Linked DNA regions of Mus musculus: region 2 is linked to region 1. A link is a contact called in public HiChIP or PLAC-seq data. All regions are on one chromosome and are shown on one strand. The core of a region is the stretch at or near the end of the contact, and the rest is flanking DNA. Distances in the headings are between cores, read along the strand shown. Region 1 overlaps Mideas (mitotic deacetylase associated SANT domain protein). Region 2 holds the start of Ptgr2 (prostaglandin reductase 2).

Region 1 (6,390 bases), core at 3,880-6,379:
AAAAAAAGAACTGTACGTGGGACAGACAAGGTTACCGGAGCAGGAAATAGCAAAGCGAGATTATTTACTACTTGAAATCGTTCCGAAAGGATACAGAGAAGATGTAGCGGAAGGACAGAAAGACACGTGCTGCTCACAGAACAGATACTACTGATGAAAAGAAACTTCTCTCAGCAAGTCTCACGCTGGGCCAAACGTGCACACCCCTAAAGCATCAAAAAGCAGGGACAGAGTACAGGAAACACCACCGCTTGGCTCAGAACTGAACACACAGGCAAACACTTCTGCACCCCAGAAGCTAGCTCAGGACCTTCCCCAGGAGCCATTATCACCTCCTGACTGGCAACCACAACAGATCCACAAGCTAGACTCTCCTGATGACCACCACCTCAAGTATAAAACTACCTCAGACCCTCTGTGTATTTCTGTACAAGTTTGATTTGGAAAATAAAAAAACAGTATCTCCCTGATATGTGGGAAGATGGCTCAGTGGTTAAGAGCACTGGCTGCTCTTTCAGAGGACGGGGACCCCATTCTCAGCACCCACATGGTGGCTTATACTCTCCATAACCGCAATTCCAAGGGCACCCACCACATGTGTGTGGGAAAGAGTCACAGAATATAAAACTATTTTTAAAATTTTTACCGGGCTGGACATAGTGACACATATTCTTAATCCCAGCACTCAGAAGGTAGAGGCGGATCTCTGTGAGTTCAAGGCCAGCTTGGTCTACACAGTAAGTTCCAGGACAGCCAGAACTACACAGAGACCTTGTCTCAGGAAAACAAAACAAAACAAAACATGAACGAAGGAAAATAGCATCCTCTCATACCTGAGCTGCAGCATCTGTCCCGGGAACTCGGGTGGACCGCCTGCGGGTCACGATGACTGACGGCTTGTGCTCGGTGGGGTACTGCTCAAGACCAGTCCCATCCTCGTCAGCACCTCCGACTTGGGCCACCTCAGTTGGACCCACAGTCCTCACGGGAACAGACACAGGAATGATGAGGGGTACCATCCCACTCTCCTCCCGAGCTCTCTTGGCGGCTAAGGCAGGCTCGGAAAACTCCACGCCACACCTGGAAGTTGTGGCCAACACGCTTTTCCGCTTCTCCTCAGAGCCATTGGCATCCTGGGTAAGAGGGAGATTGGGGAGAGGGGGTGGCAGTGAGGTTCAGGAGTTGAGCCCCTGTTTGCTGACCTAGGAATCCCATTCAGGCCAGCAACTCAACCACTTACTGGTTGGTCTTTGACAGCCTGGCACTTCCTAGGCCATCCCTCTTCCTATACCTTTCAAATCTTCTCCACCCCCTCCCTTCTGCCTGGCTGTGCCACCCTGGCCTGAAGCAGCAGATTCCAGGTGGTCATCAGTCCACAGGTGGCTTGCAGATGTTGCATCTAGCCTATGGGGTGCGGCATGTAACCAAGCATCTCGCTGTGGCAAGATGAAGGAGTGGGGGTGGGGAGCGGTTTGCAGCTATTTTCTCACAGGTATCTGGCTGGAGCAAAGACTCAAAATTATGTAGCCTCCTGTGTGTCAGCCAGGGCCTAAAGGTGACAGTGGTTGCAGATTCTAAGGATGCAGAGAGTTAATGCTGATCAAATGGGAGGTGTTTATCCTAAGTGGCTCAGCTCCTTACAGAAACCTGGGGCAGGTGACATTCATACCTTTGCTATTGCGTATGATCAGTTACTTTTGAGCAAGTATAAAATAAAATTTAAAACCCAGGGTTAACACAAGTGCTCAAAGTCTGATTGGTCTTCCTTCCCTTCTGACTTAAAAAAAAAAAAAAAAAAAAGAACTTTATTGCAACATGACTTCCTCATCTAGATTATAGCTAATGCATTTTGACAAGCATCATGTGCAACTACCAGTACACTCTTGCCTCTTAGAATGCTGGCTCTCAGCACCCCCTTCTCCGAGTCCTCAAGTTCCAAGGGAAGAAGCCAACAAGGACTTTCCTACCCACCAACCACCGTGCTTGGCAACCTCAGCGTCCCTGCGGGTACAGGTGCCTCATGCAGGGGTACTCTGAATAAAGAGCTTCCATTTCCTTTAAATAACTGAATAAAACCTGACCTATACGCATCACCCCACTACCGCAGCAGATGCCGCCCATTCTCACCTGCATAGAGGCCAGCTCCACTGCCTTCTGGGCCAGGGTCAGCAAATTAGCCTCCTGGGACACCCTGCGTCTCCGTTTTGTGCTCTGGATCACCCCACTTCGTATCATCTGTCCACAGTCCCCGAGGCCCCCTGCTCTCATGACCTCCTCATTACCCATGGCGGGAGGCTCCCGCTCCCGACCATTGGGTGCCAGTCTGTCCCCATCCGCCAGCATCTGTGACTCCCTCAGTTCTAACGGGAATCCCAGGGCTTCAGAATGGGGCTGCCCCAGGGTGCCTGGCGGTGGCTGCGGCAGAGACCAGTGGTGAAGGAACAGATTGCTCGCGGGCTCCTGCCCAGGTTGGGTGCCAGCTCCATCGAGGGAGTTGGAAGGCAGAATTCCCTCCTTGGAGAGACGGCGGGAGCGACGTGGGAAGGCCATCTGGGGCTGAGGTAGCACGGGCTGTGAAGCAGGGTCCTGCAGGAGAGCCTTGCGCAGTTCTGGGTTCATATCTGGGTTGTGGGAAAAGGGGTAAGGGGCCATGCTGCGGTGAGCCAGGTGGGTCTGTCCCAGTGGCCCACCTGGTGCCAGGCCAAAGTCCTGGTGCTGTTGCGAAGGCAGTTGATGCATGGGGTAGTAGTTCTCAAATAGCTGCATCTGGGGCAGGGCTGCCGGTTGCTGTTGCTGCTGCTGCTTCTGAGGTGGGAAGGAGGCGGTGGGGTTAGAGGGCTGAGGGCCCTGCCGGAAGACCTGACGGTTCACCTGGTGGCCAAATGCCAGCTGGAAGGGTTGCAAGGGCAGTGTCTGGTTTGGGGGTTTCTTGGCTGCATGGAAAGAGTTCAAGGGTGCTTGGGGCCTCCCCACCTCCAGCTGCACCTTCTGTGGCACCATGGGCTGCACTGCGTTTCCATAGTGATCCAGCTGGGGACCTCCAGGTTTGTTCCCCTTCAGTGCCTCCGGGTGGTTATAGTAGGGAGGTACCCCCACACCTGGATGAGGGCTCCCTTTGGGTCCACCGTAGAGGGGCAGGTGATTCCACGTGGAGTGGGGTGGGGGCTGGCCAGGTTGCTGCTGCCAGCCACTGTCACTGATGCCTCCACCTCCGCCACGTTCCAGGCCCCGCCCTGGAGCCATCACAGAGCTGGGCCACTTTACCGAGCTTACTTGGGCCTGCTGGGACAACATGGCTGCCGTGGTCCTCTCAGATCCATACACCACACTGTTCAGGAGAGCCAGGTTGTTAGGAGGAGACAGCTCCACAGGCTGGGTGGTGGAGGCCACCCCTGTGGGACCTTCGTGGGCCCCGTACTGTTCCTCCTTAGCTCTGAGGGACTGTGGTGGACTCTGCAGTGGTGGTGGCTGTTCCTTGGCGGCTGGCTCCTGGTCCCCAAAAGGACAACGCTTGCGTTTACTCTGAGCCTTGGACTGGGCCTGGAGGTTCATGGTGTGGCCGACTAAGCCTGGCAGTGAGACGTCCTTCAGCTGCTGCCCATCCCTTGGTAGGAGGTCCTGCTGGAAGCCTGGCCCCAGTCCAGTAGCCAGGGAGGGCAGAAGAGAGGCAGAGGAAAACGCAGGAGCCTTCAGGCAAGAGCTAGGAAATGTCCGCTGGTCCTTCCTCTTCTAGGGAGGCTCTTGCGCTCAGCTACACTTCCCTAATCATGATGCCTGCCTGTGCCAGGTCCTGGAGCCTGCAGAGGAAAAACCAGTGACAGTGTTAGCCACGTGACCCCTAGATATGAGCACCAGTGTCCCCCTGCCTCAAGTCACTCATGGGGGCCAGGGATCATGGGGCAGCTGCCAGCAAGACAGCAGGATCAGGTGTCCTCGCTCTTCCTGTCCCACCACCTCCTGGCTAGACTCTCGTCTGCTGCATTTGGTTGTGTAACTCGGAACCCTCTAAAGACACAGACCAAGGGGCCAAGTGGGGCTGACATGTTGCCTAAGCTCCAAGTCAAACGGGGAAAAGGGAAAGCAAAAGCCAAACTGAGAACCTTGTCCTATTAAACTATAAACTAGGCTGGGGCACAGTGCAGCCCAGGTCTGTTCCTTCCCACATGACTGTCTACACAATAGCTCCAGACCCAGAAGAATTCCCCTAAGGTCACTGCTCCCCTCCACCTAAAGAAGAGCAAGTTAGGGGACAGGGACTATTCCCAGCATAGCCACCCATCCTCTGTCACACCAGGCTCTTGCAAAGCCCACAGGGCCCATAGAGTTAGGCTTGCAGCCTTTTATGCCGAAGCACGTAGGTGAGGCCCCACCCCTGGGAAGAGTTGCTGGGTGGGGCTCTGGCTGCTGAAATCTTTCTCAAACTAACACAGAACCTGTTTTGCAACCCTGGCTGGATGTGGGCCCAATTTAGTCTAGTAGCTGGTCAGCAGCTGTTGCTGGCTACCACCGCCGTCCCCTCCACTGTTAAAGAGTGCCTAGCCAGAGCAGAGTCTAACTCAAATAGGAACGGTGCAGAGTTCTAGACCTCAGGCCCTCGAGACTGCCTATGATGGAAAGTGTTCAGTTGTTTTGCTTTGCCATATTTTGAGGATGGTGTTGCTGGGATAGGGGCTTTATTCATGCTAAGCACATGTTGAACAAGTGAGCCAGACTCCCCACCCCACTCTAAGCTGATGTCTAAAGTGACAGTTACACTGACATTGCTACAGAATAGAATCCAGGCCTGTATTTTACAACATGCATAGCTGCTTGCTGTGTTGTTAAGTTTTTGTTCTTCAGATAAAATTTTGTTTATTTGTTTAGTTAGTTTGTCTCCCTCTGGGAAGTTGGTAAGAGTAGGAGGTATACAAGCCCACCTCTTTGCCAAGACTCTGACCCTGGGTCACTAAGGTGGAAAGGCTAGAGGTGGGCAAGGATGAATCTGCAGATCCTGGTAGGCTCAGATACCACAGAGATTATGATAGCAGGTGGGGCAGTTCCCAGAAAACCAGCAGCAAAGAACAGACCTGGCGTCATAAGTCCTGCCCACGAGAAGCCCCGCCCACACCGAGCCCCGGTTCTCCTCCCAGGCTCTCCGTGCTATCGCTGCTCCGCACGTTTCCGCAGCTCCAGCCCGGGCTCCCTCCCGGACTGGCCTGCCTGCCTGCCAGCCTGGCCGCTTGACTCACTGGAGGCCCCCTCCCTTTCTTTCACTTTCACCCAGCACCCAGAAGGGGAGCAACTTCCTCCACCATTTCCTTCCTCAGCTCCTGGGCCTGGTAGACAGCGCGAGCTTTAGCCCAGGAGAACGGCGAGAGAGCTCTAAGTCCGTGCACTCCTTTGTTTTCATTTGTGGAAATCGCAGGGACAGACGGACTGAGGACACTGAGTCACCCTAGCACCAGCAGGAAGGGAAGGATTTGGACAAGCGCTCAGGGCTGGAGACCCTCTTTGAACAAATCTTTCTCATGCTTTTTAAACCCCCTTCCTTGGGTAGCCAGACCAATTCACAACAGAGAACTGAAAGCCAGCCAGAGATGGAAAATCCCCTGGGGCCTCCATGATGAAGCTGAAGGGTGGGACTTCGAGTTCCACCTCTCCGAGGGAGACCCAAGCCTGGCAAAACTAGAAATACGTGTGTGTGTGTGTGTGTGTGTGTGTGTGTGTGTGTGTGTGCGCGCAGCAAGGCAGAGGAAGAAAAAAAAAAGGCAGGGAGGAGACAGGACAGAGGGAAGCCCAGCAGGCCACGTGCCTCTAGGGAGCTGCAAGCTCAGGGATGCTCACAGGCACTCAGGATGCCTGTCGCCTGGGAGTCACAGCATGGGCTTTGGGGGCCTGCAACAGGGGAAGGCCCACGTGGCAGGCAGGCATGGGTGCACGTGCAGACAGGTTCCTGTCAGAGGGGGCCTAGGCAGGGGATGGCTATTCAGTGCCCGGCTTGGGGGTTTAGAGGGCAGAAGGCGGAGTCTGGGTCCGGAGCTCCAGAATATGGAAGCTCTTGCCCATGGGTGTGTGCGGTAGCAGGGGAGATTAAATCTGAGGGTGGATCAAGCTGTTTTTCTTCCTACCCTGCACACCAGGGAGAGCCCATCAACTCAGCATATACCATGATAGGGGAGACTTGCTCTGAACAAGAGGCTGGTTTGGGGAACGGTGGAATCACCCCATAAGCTTCCTGCTGCAGAAATCCCCACAACTCCCTGGCCTGCCAAGCAGGAGGCAAACGTGCAGGCCTAAGAGAAGAGGAAGCTGGAAGGACCACCATGGCAGCCAAGCTCTAAGTAGCCCTAATAATAACAATGTAGCCGGCTTGTCTGTGTCAAGAGTGTCCAAAGTACTTTGTATTTTTTA
Region 2 (6,271 bases), core at 110-2,609, 110 kb after region 1:
GCCTATGTAGCGGCACCGTGATGCAAACCAAACCGCACCACACCACACCACAAAAAATAAAAATAAAACCATATCAGGAAAAAAATACCCATATGATACATGGTACAACTCAAGTCATACAAACGACTGTAACCCTTAGTGTGAAGAGAAAATTCAGAAGGGAGGAAAATAAATAAACCTGAACTCCTCCATGCAGTTTTTGAACATCTGAGACCTGGAGAAAAGGGGACTTCACATCAAAAAGGGCCCAAACTAAGTTTCTTCTCTTTGAGTTTTAGATGTAATCTATAGTCTCCCTCTGTTTTCTGCTATCACTTTTATTGTTTTTGAGCGTTTCCTCTTTCTCTGGTTCACTCAGCTGACCACCAAGAGATCAGATCCTGCTGGAAAGTTATTTGGAATGTGGTAACAGTCTCCTACCCCATTCTTCAAGTTTTCCAAACGAAGTGAAAATGTTCAGATGTTCTGTTACCCGGGCCTCCAGTCCATCTGATGGCTGCCCATTTGCCGGCGGTACTGGTATTTTTCAGCTACTCTTTATACCAGAGTTAGAGCTCCGCGATTAGCCCTTGCTGGAATACAGTGCTAAGGGCGATTCCTACAGCCGCTTGATTAAGTCCGTTAGGGTTTGCAGTTCCTGGAGATCCCAAGTTATTCTAGAAACAAACCACACCCGATAGTGACTAGTCAAGTGGTTCTCAAACCATGAGTTTCTAGCTTCTTGGGGTCCCCTTAGACCATCGGAAAACATTTCCATTACGGGTCGAAACAATAGCAAAATAACAATTATGAAGTAGCAATGAAAATAATTTTATGGTTGGGGGGGTCACCACGCACGAGGGTCACAGCATTAGGAAGGTTGAGAACCGCTGCTTTAGTCCTCTAGATCTCAGCTTGTTCACCTACAAAACAAGGGTTAGACTTGATGCTATTTCTCACTGTGATTCCCCAACCTAAGACTCAGTGAATCTAACATGAATCAAGTTTCTTCCAGAGGCTGGGGCTGGCTGTCAGGGCGTCTGCCTAGACCGTGCCAGGACGCGGGTTCAACCTCTGGGGGCACAAGAGGACACAGGGGACTTGATCTGAAGTCATTAGTTAATTTGCTCTCTTGGTCCTGGAGGCGGGGTCGGCCACGGAGCCCTAATGAGGTTAACTTATGGATACTCCTTGCCTAGACTAGCAACGTATCCTGTGATTCTCACCAACCTTGGGGACCAAAGGATCGCGTATGAACTTCAAAACCCCGGCCCTAGGAGACGAGAGGGCAAGGAGGCCGGCTTAGTCCTGCGCTTGCGCAGTGTGGTCCTAGGGCTAAGGTCGTGCCGCCAGCTGACCCTTCGCTGTTCATCAAATCCCGCGAGATCTCAAACTGACAGACACGCAGGGGGGCCACTGTATCGCTGCACCGGAAGCTGGATTAAGCCCGCAGAAAAGGAGGAAGTGCCGAGCCAGGGTGACCTGTGGGCGTCCTCCTCGAGCTCCGGGCGACACCGGCGGTATAGCTTGGGACGCTAGACTAGGGAATGCCCCGTAACAGGTGCTCTCCGTTTTGTAAGAATTCCGAGGGTGAAGTTTGGGCGCGACTGTGTTTGAGGTGCTTCAGATTTGAACATCTATTGAGCGCCTACTGTGTGCCACGCATAGGGGTATACTTATGTCATGTTGAAAAACCTCAGCACCAAGAGGTTTTGATCCTCTTGGTGCTGAGGATCCAGGAAGTCGGCTTGAAAATGTGAGATTACTAGTAATTTCTGTGAAAGTGGTTAGTCGTGGGAGCCATAGAGGAAGGTTGGCTTTCTGAGGTGGACATTTGCACACGATGGCATAGACAGCACAGGGAAGGTCAGCAGAGCCCTTTGTGGCAGAATGGTTGAACAAAGTACGGCTAAACAGGAAGTGTGTTTTATTAAAAGATATTGGGGATAAGTTGTGCGACCTTGGACAAGTTATTCAGCCCCTGTATGGCGTCTGTGAAAAGGATAGCATGTTTGCAACTTCATGGCGGTGGTGTTTGAGGACGGAGTTGTATTTAAGCAAGCTGATTAATAATTTATTTTCTTCTGTATTGGGAATTGAGTCCAAGATCAGCCTTCCACCTCCCCTATGCATGCTGGGCAAGAGGTTTTTACTACTGGGCTATATTGCCAGACTGTTTTTCATTTTTATTTTGGGACAGGTTCTCACTAATTTGCCCAGGCTGGCCTTGAATTTGCCGTCTGTATTCCATCTGCCCAATAACTGGGATTACAAATGTAAGACGCTACCATGCTAGAGCATGTCAACTCACCCAGTTCTGGGATGCCTGGAAACATTCAGGAAATAAACTATATGACCCCTCCGAGGTCCCACCCAGCTAGAAACAGAACATGTCCTTTGCCCTTGTGAGTTCAGTGAGCTTTTCCTTACAATAGTCTGCTACACAGATGCTTAAGGCGTATTTTTAATGACTGTCATTGAACCAGATCTTTTGGTGGTATTTTAGAATGGTCGAATCAATTAGAAACCCACTTTAATTTAACAGCAAATGGGGTTTACTGAGGTCTACTCAGCTCTGCCTCCATTATGATGCCTCCTAACCCACTGCCCTTCAGGTCTTGAATGTGATCTTTATTTTAGATGGAGAACCTGTGAGTAAGTCATGGTTGATTTTGTTTGTTTGTTTGTTTGTTTGTTTTCGAGACAAGGTCTCTCATATCCCAGAATTCTGGCCTTGAATTTTGTTATGTAGTTAAGTCTGGCTTTGAACTCATTCCTCTCTCTTCTACCTCCCATGTGCTGAATTACAGGTGGGAGGCATCACACTGGCTCTGTTATGTGTATCTAGAGAAATAAGGCAGAATGCTGAAAATGGAGAACAGATAACTGTCACCGTGTGATGCCTAACACTGACTGTCAACTTGGGGGGATCAGAAATCACTGAATAGACAAGTTCAAGGTGTACCCATGAGGGATTGGCTTCATTTTAAGATGACTAAGGTGGGAAGATTCACCCCAAGGCTGAGTAGGACGATTTTTTAGGTTTGGGTCCTGGACTGAATAAAAACGACAAAGCCAGTTGAACACCAGCATTCCTTGTTCTGGTTTTTTTTTTTTCCCTAAAGACTTATTTATTTTATGTATATGTGTACACTGTAGTTGTGAACCTTCATGTGGTTGCTGGGAATTGAATTTAGGACCTCTGTTCACTCTGGTTGGCTCTGCTCATTTATTATTATAAATAAGTGCACTGAAGCCGTCTTCAGACGCACTCATTACAGGTGGTTGTGATCCACCATGTGGTTGCTGGGAATTGAACTCAGGACCTTTGGAAGAGCAGTTGGTACTCTTACCCACTGAGCCATCTCGACAGCCTCGTTGTTCTTTTTCTTGACTGTTGGTGTGGTGTGAGTGACTGCTTCAAGCACCCAGAGTGACTTCTCCATGACGACTGTGCCCTTAAACTGTAGCCAAAATAACCCTTGTCTCCTCTGCCTTCAGTTGCTCCTGTCAGGGTATTTTATCACAGCAATAGGAAAAGAAACTCAGGCAGTTGGGCAGCAGTCCTTTGATTGAAGATTTAGCCATCACAGTACAGGTAATAACCACTCAAGGACAGTCTGACAGTTGTAGCTGAATAAACTTGGTTTTTAATTTTTATGTGATTTCTATACATGGTGATTCCATAGGCAGTATCTGTGGCTGGGTGTAAAGAGATGCACTTGGAGTCTGCACCCAGTTGGAGGGTGTGACAAGGGACATGCTGGAACTCAGGAATTTGAGCACCTAGCAGCCATATCTCCCCACTATACTAAATGATGTGACGAATAAGATGTAGACAGCACTGCCTTTATAGATGCCCACCCCATCCTGCCCCCAACCCCAATCTGAAGCATTGACCAGGGGCTGGGTGCAATCCCCAATAGTTGGCAAGAGAGAGAGAGATTGAATCTCATCGGTCCTCTAAACCGACTGATCATTTCCAAATAAGAGAAGAAAATAGAAGAACAAGGCAGGTTACACTGAGGAACCAGTCAGTACATTCTCCAGACAAAAGAGTGAAGAAGCAAAGCCAGGAGAGACTCCAAATGTGATGTGTGAGCCGTAAGTCCCAATTCTGGTCATGCTCTGTAAAAACATCTGCAGGCATTCGGGCAGGTTGACTTAGCACCAGATGTTGGAGGGTAAGGACTTACCTGTGCTATTGCTTCTGTTAATAGTCATTCATTACATAATTACTGTTAACTAGTATTTATGTTGCCAGAGGAACTTACCTGAAGGGTTTTGAGTGAAGTGGGATGGAAATGGGATTCTCTTTAAAGGAAGGCTGCAGAGTGTTTTACCCTGATGAGTTATATCCCAAAGGGAAGAGTGAATTTGAGAGTAACTACCATTCTCAGATGGTGGCCATTTTTTCTGCCACCATCAGTGAGACTTATCAGTGTGTGTGCTAGAGAAGCTAAAGGAGTGGAGATGCTTCTGTAGTCTTCAGCCTGGCTTACTAAACCTCTTACTAACGTTTCCAGCATCGGACATTTGGTTCTTTTACCTGTTTGGATCCCAGGTTTCAAGCCTAGGACCTCATACATACCAGGCAAGTGTCCTACTAGACTGAAGCTCCAGTCTGAAATCATTTTTAGAAAATTTATTGTATGCCTGCGTGTTTGCAGGCATGTTTGTGCCTCAAATGCATGTGTAGTGCCTAGGGAGGCCAGAAGAGGGCACTGATCCCCTGGAACTGGTGCAGCCAGCGGGTGTTAGGAACTGACCCATACACTATGCAAGAGCAGCAAGTGCTCTTAATAGCTGAGCCATCTCTCCAGTCCTTTCTTAATAATTGATTAAGAACAGAGTTGGGGCTGGGTGTGGTGGTGCAAGTCTTTAAACCCAGTACTCTGGAGGCAGAGGCAAGCAGGTCTCTCTGAGTTCGAGGTCAGCTTGGTCTACATAGTGAGTTTCAGGCCAGCCAGGTCTATATAATGAGACCCTGACTGAAAACAAAGAGAAGTAAACAGGAAAAGTGAAATTGTTCTTCTGTAGCGTTGAGTACCTGCAGGAGAGTCAGGTAGCAGTCCGGTTGTGATGTCAAAGCCCTGTCTGAGGAGGTAGTGGTAGAATGGGAAGTGTGGGAGCCGTGAGGTCTGGCTGAGAGCTATGCCTTTCAATTCCACTACATCCCACTCCTGCCGTCACCTGTGCTATGGTTTTGGGCACACATTATACTAAACTTCCTTTGTAAGATGAAGTTACTTTAATAATGGATATAATTTCTCCACATCTACTGGGGATTGGTTTCACGATCATATGAATATCAATGGTTATCAAAATTTGCAGATGTCCAAATTCCTTAAAATAAGATGGTCTATTAGTGTATCATTTACACATCTTCCTATAAACTTCAAGTCCCCTCTAGATTACCTATAATACTCAACGCAATATAAACAATGTAAATAGTTGTTACACTATGTTGTTCAAAGAATAATGAGTCTGTAGGTGTTTAGTACAGAGTATCTCTTTTAATACTTCTGAAAATATTGGTTGATTGAGATAGAGCCTTGCTGTGTAGTCCAAAAACATTTTTTTTTTGTTTTTTCGAGACAGGGTTTCTCTGTGTAGTCCTGGCTGTCCTGTAACTCTCTCAGTAGACCAGGCTGGCCTCGAACTCAGAGATCCACCTGCCTCTGCCTCCTGAGTGCTGGAATTAAAGGCGTGCACCACCACTCCACTGCCCATCGATCACACTGACCTCTTCATTCATACTCCTGAGTGCTGAGATTCTATCAGACATTACACTGGCTTTTTTTTTTTTTTTAATATTTTCAATCTACAGTTGACTCTTTGGGTGCAGAGATCAGGGGTATGGTATACTGATGTGTCTATAACTTTGTTGTTGCAAGCAGTAGTAATGGAATCTTTGCAAAAGTTATCTGTAAATTATCCATATCTATATAAATACTAACTAAGCAAGTCACAAATGAGCAGAAAAATTAGCAAAGCCTACTTGCCTATTAAAAATTAATTATCCGCTTAAACATGCAGCATGGAAAATTTCTTTTTTTCTGAGACAGGGTTTCTTTGTGTTGCTCTGGCTGTCTTGGTAACCAGTCCTCAAACTCACAGAGATCCACCTGACTGCCTACCCAGTGCTGGGATTAAAGGAGGTGTTTGACTGTGAAGACTCAGACAGTTTGGGTTTGAATTGGCTCCAGTACTCGGGTTTAGTGCTTAAGTCCTCTAAGGTGCAGTTCCCTCATCTTTAAGATGGAGGTAATGGCTGGAGAGATGGTTCTAC

Evidence for each region. HiChIP or PLAC-seq counts read pairs in DNA pulled down with a chosen protein or histone mark.
Region 2: a contact with region 1 is called in an H3K27ac HiChIP or PLAC-seq map of microglia, with 6 times the contacts expected there. The contact joins the promoter of Ptgr2 here to the enhancer-like site in region 1. A contact is called at or near these places in 1 of 39 promoter capture datasets (neural stem cells), 6 of 15 datasets of contacts at CTCF or cohesin (CD8 T cells, the G1E-ER4 cell line, the NIH/3T3 cell line and 2 more), 39 of 484 Hi-C or Micro-C datasets (8-cell embryo, B cells, the BV-2 cell line and 22 more), 40 of 115 datasets of contacts at active chromatin or transcription factors (the 230-238 cell line, CD8 T cells, DN3 thymocytes and 27 more) and 3 of 9 other capture datasets (adipose tissue, liver and pancreatic islet).

Annotation. Positions count from the first base shown.
Region 1 is chr12:84,170,627-84,177,016 of GRCm38.p6, forward strand. It overlaps Mideas (mitotic deacetylase associated SANT domain protein), which reads right to left. Exons shown (of 13, transcript NM_001163501.1): 2 at 2,128-3,797; 3 at 834-1,133. The coding sequence starts at 3,552. Among named protein-coding and RNA genes, the nearest start is that of Gm40475, 11 kb to the left of the region's middle. RefSeq lists an enhancer at 5,065-6,117. Within about 2 kb of position 5,130, at least 414 of the 459 cell types and tissues checked have an H3K27ac peak or open chromatin away from gene starts, as enhancers often do. A contact at or near this core is called in the 230-238 cell line, 8-cell embryo, B cells and 47 more, where this site is marked.
Region 2 is chr12:84,283,937-84,290,207 of GRCm38.p6, forward strand. Ptgr2 (prostaglandin reductase 2) reads left to right here and starts at 1,360. Exons shown (of 10, transcript NM_029880.3): 1 at 1,360-1,540.